Linked DNA regions of Mus musculus: region 2 is linked to region 1. A link is a contact called in public promoter capture Hi-C data. All regions are on one chromosome and are shown on one strand. The core of a region is the stretch at or near the end of the contact, and the rest is flanking DNA. Distances in the headings are between cores, read along the strand shown.

Evidence for each region. Promoter capture Hi-C pulls out the DNA fragments that hold promoters and counts their contacts.
Region 2: a contact with region 1 is called in a promoter capture Hi-C map of the HPC-7 cell line, with 4 times the contacts expected there. The contact joins two enhancer-like sites. A contact is called at or near these places in 8 of 39 promoter capture datasets (the HPC-7 cell line, HPC-7-derived erythroid cells, cranial neural crest and 4 more), 2 of 484 Hi-C or Micro-C datasets (LSK cells and cortical neurons) and 8 of 115 datasets of contacts at active chromatin or transcription factors (astrocytes, bone marrow-derived macrophages, cardiomyocytes and 4 more).

The regions. Positions count from the first base shown.
Region 1 is chr7:74,548,175-74,550,870 of GRCm38.p6, forward strand. All of the region lies in intron 1 of Slco3a1 (solute carrier organic anion transporter family, member 3a1), which reads right to left. Among named protein-coding and RNA genes, the nearest start is that of Slco3a1, 5.3 kb to the right of the region's middle. Within about 2 kb of position 1,382, at least 13 of the 459 cell types and tissues checked have an H3K27ac peak or open chromatin away from gene starts, as enhancers often do. A contact at or near this core is called in the HPC-7 cell line, where this site is marked.
Region 2 is chr7:74,907,142-74,909,837 of GRCm38.p6, forward strand. No RefSeq gene overlaps it. Among named protein-coding and RNA genes, the nearest start is that of 0610006L08Rik, 55 kb to the left of the region's middle. Within about 2 kb of position 1,355, at least 19 of the 459 cell types and tissues checked have an H3K27ac peak or open chromatin away from gene starts, as enhancers often do. A contact at or near this core is called in the HPC-7 cell line, where this site is marked.

The DNA.
Region 1 (2,696 bases), core at 132-2,631:
CTCAGCTTATAACCAGACACGTAGAACAAACTTCAGGAGCTAAGATCACCAAATTTGGAAACAGAAAACCAAATTATATGAAGGCTTCCAAAGCTGAGGGTGCTTCAAAGGAACCTGTTGGTACTTGTACTGGAGTGACAGGAAGCACTGCCCAGTGTGAGACCAGCAGTACCCTTGTCCCTCCCAACCATCAGCTTTTCCAACTTGTAGTATCATGGCCCATAACAGGACATACATCAAGGACTACTGCTATGGCTTCCCTATGGACACCACAGACATACACAGACACACACACACAGCTCATTGAGAATCTTCAATTTAAAATGAATTGTTGCAATAAGCAAGTAGAAGAATTAGTAACCAGGGTTTAACTTACTTCATATTTTCAAACCCATCTTTTTTTTTTCTCCCAAACACAAGTGTTTATTCAGAAGTCTAAGCTTCCTATGTCTGTATCTCACTAGACTAAAGCCAGAACCTGACTGAAGTAATTTTATTGTTCAGTAGTTGGCACTACAATACCATTATTTTCTCAGGAAGTATGCAGAGCCATGTTAATAGGAATGGCAAGGCTTTCTTGGGTATTTATGACGCTCCAGATGGAGTTCAAAGTGCTCTCCAGACCTGGGGCCGTGACTCCTCAGTTACCACAGGGGTCACAACCCTCTTCATTTTAAAGGACAAAAAAGCAAGGAAGAAAGGGGTAAAGTCATGGGCCTAAGGGCCAGAGACACCAAAAGGGACAGACACAGGAATGAATCTCAGGCATTCCAGTGATAATCATCCAACGAACCTCCACTGTCAAACACATGTCATTCTCTACCTTGGACTTTTAATCACTTAACTCCGGGTTTTAATCATTGACAAGCAATCTCTCCCATGCTAACACATGAACATTTAAGACAGGCTGCCTTAAATACATGTGTCTCTGAAACACATTAAACTCACTTACCCTATGAATCGAGTTCAATAATTACTCTTCTGTAGATAAAGAAGTAGAAAGTTGAAACAAAACGAACAGGGGCAGGAAGCAAGGTTATCTCTCTGAGGCACACACTACCAAAAGCACTTCCGAGAGGCAATAAAGATACAGCCAAGTAGTCTCGGGAGAGCCTAGAGTCCATTTGAAGACATACACTCAAAATTATCATTAAGGAATATAGCTTGGTGACAGAGCACTTGCTCAGTCTCTGCAAGGTTCTGAGTTCAATCCTCAGCACAACTGGAAAAAAAAAAAAACTAAAGAAATCTACAAAATCATCATTGTAGTGTTTCTTTCCAAAAAAAAAAAAAAAAAAAAAAGGAAGTATGTGGTATTCAGAATTGGCCAGATATGTATGCAAATAATATAAGCAGGCATCCATGCGCAGACCATGAGTACCTATGCAAAGCAGGAGTGAAGGAAAGGTCAATACCATGACTCTTCATGGGAGTGTGATGATTAACCCATACCTCCTGGGAAACCTGTCTGGATGTGTGAGCCTCCATCTCCATGTTTCCCCAGCATCACACTCACACAACCCCTGGCCACACTGCTGAGTAAACAAGACCCAGAGAGCCGAACAGAGCCCCCCACCCGTAGTCTGCCATCAGATCCCAATCCAGAGAGCTTCCAGCTGCAACAATGCCTGCTCAGTTCATTCACGGACCATGCAAGAGAAACCTCAGGAAACCTGACCTGGGAAGATGCCCTTCCAGCAGCAGGTGGGAGGAACCAAAACAGACCAGAACAGACACCCCACATTGCCAGGCCTCTGGACGCTGTCTCTAAGGTATTAACGTTTAACAGGGGGCGGGGGTGGGGTGGATGGAGAGCAGACTTAACAGAACTCAGGAAAGAACTCTTGCCCTCTGTACAATAATCCACTTAGATTACCTCTCCATAGTACCCCCCCCCCCCCAAAAAGCAAAGGTGTGTCTGCAAACATAGGTGAAGAGAACTCTCATAAATACATCTTTTTTCTTAAGGAGTATAAGTTAGATATTTTAAACCAAGCTATAAGGAATAAGGTCAGAGTGATTTTTTTTTTTACTACCTGGGGCTATAGAGTAATTATGCAAATAGCAGGGAATTTGTCATTATGACTAACCATAAGTGTATAAAATAATTTGATTAAGTAAAAGACAGTTACCTTAGTCATCATACTAATTTGACAAGGGCTTTTAAAATGTTTTTCAGCCGTCAGCTTCTAGACTAGCTATGCAAGAATCTGTCTTCTCAATGATGCTTCGTTAGAGGAAAAGGAAAGAAGCAACCATGGCGGCTGCACCTCGCTCACTGACTGTGAACCCTACTGAAAGTTCTCTGGCCTAAAAGTGAGGGACTATAGAGCAGAGAGACAGAGCCTCATTACCCTAGAAACACAACCTCAGAAACACATCTACAAAGCCAGAGAGGGAGATGCCCACCTCAGCTTCCTGGGAATCGGCCTGAAGACCCAACTCCAGAGCCAGGGGCTGGGCTTTCTTGCATTTGCATTCCCAAGAACTTGAAAGGCATCTGAGCTCCATTCACAATTGCCTAAGGTGTCAGCAGTTTTAATTTCCTGTCCGCATCCTTATCTCCTCAAGTCCTCAGGAATTTGATAAGGCACACAGCACACAAACCAGTCTCTGCAGGGTTACCTCTCAGGAATAGCCAGCTCACCACCTCTCGGTAAGCCTCCATGATGCACAGATAAAGTCTCCATAAATCC
Region 2 (2,696 bases), core at 105-2,604, 360 kb after region 1:
TATATATATTCATTTATATGTATATATATGGTAGTAGGAACATTTTCCCCACAAGTATATGAAAAGCTATTTTCTGCTGAGTATTTTTAGAACCTAGCAAGTGTTTTGATCAGTAGTTCCCACAGGTATAGTATCAACTGCAAAACTCTTGGGAGTAATGAATAAGAATTTCTTAAACCGCACCATGGTCTTAAAAACGATATACATTATAACATTTCTGTAATGATCGAAGCAGAGCAAACAGTCTCATAGTCTATAAATACCTCCTCTCTAGTGTTTTCTTTTTCCTTCCTCAGTTATTCTTCTAAAAGGAGAAACTGTGCTAGTGGACACTTGGAGGAGGAAGTGCAGAAATATCTTTATTCGTGCTAGCTCAAAAGAAAAAAAAAACCAAAATTAATTCTTGCTATAGATTTCCCACATATGGCAAGCAGCTGTCATCCTGGTTTTACAACTCTTGACACATTCAAGTTGTCAAGACAACAGAAAAAAAAATCTTGGGTTTGTGGTGATTTTGAAAACATACACATACACTCATCACAGAGAAAGAAATAGAGAGGGAAAAAACCCATAGATTGGAATACAGTATATCTGATTAGAAAGAACATTAGGAAAAACAGAAAGGTAATAGAGTAGAAAGAAATTGGAGTTTATTGCTGGTAAAATTAACTGCAAATCACGAAGTTTAAATGACTACAAAATTAAGCCAAAAAATAGGCAAGAAAGATAAAATACATTACGCATATAATAGTTTAATGATTTAAGTCTCAAATTAACAACCGGCCTTAGATAAGAATTCCAGTCTCTTCAAAGAAATCAGAGACAAGTTTACCTATTCCTCAGGGTCAGAAGTACGAGTTGCTTTCCAAACCATAAGATAAATGGATCACCAGGCACTACAGAGGTGAACACCCTCCATCCTGGCTCACTCAACTGCCCAATCCTCATCCTCTGCCTAAACTTATGCAAGTAAATATGGAAATTCAAGATGACTTGGGAGTTCCCAGTTGGAGACAACAGAGCTCCAATTCATCTGGGCTCTTAACTCTCTCTATAACACATCATGTACCGCACCCCACCTGTATGCCCAGGTCTGCATCAGCTTCAGACAACTAAATTCTTTTTTGATAAGCACTGACATGTCTGATTAAAAATTATTAATAAATACATAAGCAGATAAATAGGTAAATAAATAAACTGGCTTTACCTAACTCGATGTAATATCCTATTCAAAATTTGAGGAAACAAGCCTGTGTAACTATCACCACATTTAGGGAACTTCAGAAGGTAGTCCTGCCTGTTCCTGGATAACCTCTCCAAAACCACACGGATGTTACAAGTGGTGACTCTCAGCTCAGCCTTTCCCCTTCATATTATGTCACTGGTTGTAGAAAAGGGGAAGGGCAGGCAGGAGGACTCTGTTTCAGTATGATAAGAGAAAAAAATCAATTTATTATTAACTCTCCCCTTTAAAACGTGTCTGACATGTCTACATGAAAATTGAATCCAAGTTGGAGTGGTAAAGAGGAAGAAGTACATGATGCAATTTATTCTTGGCTAACAGGAAACTAAAATCCATATGGCTTTCATTTCTCCTGCCCAGAACATGGGCAGGAGGGCCACATCTGTGTGCAATGTGCCTTTTGTCAAACTGATTAGGACAGTCAATATCAGACATAACCTCTGTCTCTTTAAGGGTAGACACACTCTATCATCCATTTATTTCTCTGGCAGGGCTTAAAGGGAGGCCTTAATCAACTTGCCTCATAACCTAGAGGCATTTGGGAGAAAAATCTATATTTCTTTCCTTAGTCAGATTGCTGAAGCATGAAATGGGATGTCTTGTCCTGAGCCTGGGCTGGGATGCCATATATTCTGTTTATTTATTTGGATGCAGAAAGGAAGAGGATTGTCAAAAAGTTTTAGATTGCCCACTGACTCCAAAGGATATGGTTCAATTTGCCAGAAAAAGACAGCAATCTCCTACGAGGAGAAGGACTCACAAAACATTGTTTCTCTTAAAATATAGGAAGACTGCCATTGCAATGCCGTCAACACAGGAATATTGACAAAATATGCAAATTAGTTGTTGCTGTTGTTTTGGAGACAAACTCTTATGCAACACAGGGTGGCCTTGGATGCACAGTGCAGTGAGGAATAGTATTGAACCCCAGAACTTCCTGATTCCATCTTCTGAGTTTAAATGAGTACCACCACATTCTGTTTATGTAGTGCAGAGGGAGGGTTGAACTCCAGATTTTGTGCATGGTCAGCAAGCACATTGCCAATTGACCTTCACACACACACACACACACACACACACACACACACAGAGAGAGAGAGAGAGAGAGAGAGAGAGAGAGAGAGAGAGAGATCAAATTAGCTATTGATATTGTTTTAAATCAAACTTCTTGGGTACCTTAATCAACCATATTGCAGATATGAACTGTGAATGGCATCAGAAAGCGCTTTCATGGCTCAATAAGAAAACGAGAACATCACTGGTACAGTCATTAGGCAAAGTCTTGGGTTCCTAAATAGAGGCCTGATTGAAAGGGAAGGGAGCAGGGCTGAGTGTGCATTAGCTTAGCCAAGATATACATAAGAAGTTGTTGGTCAAAGGATGATCATTCCCTTACACACACACACACACACACACACACACACACACACACACACACCCCTATACACTGTCC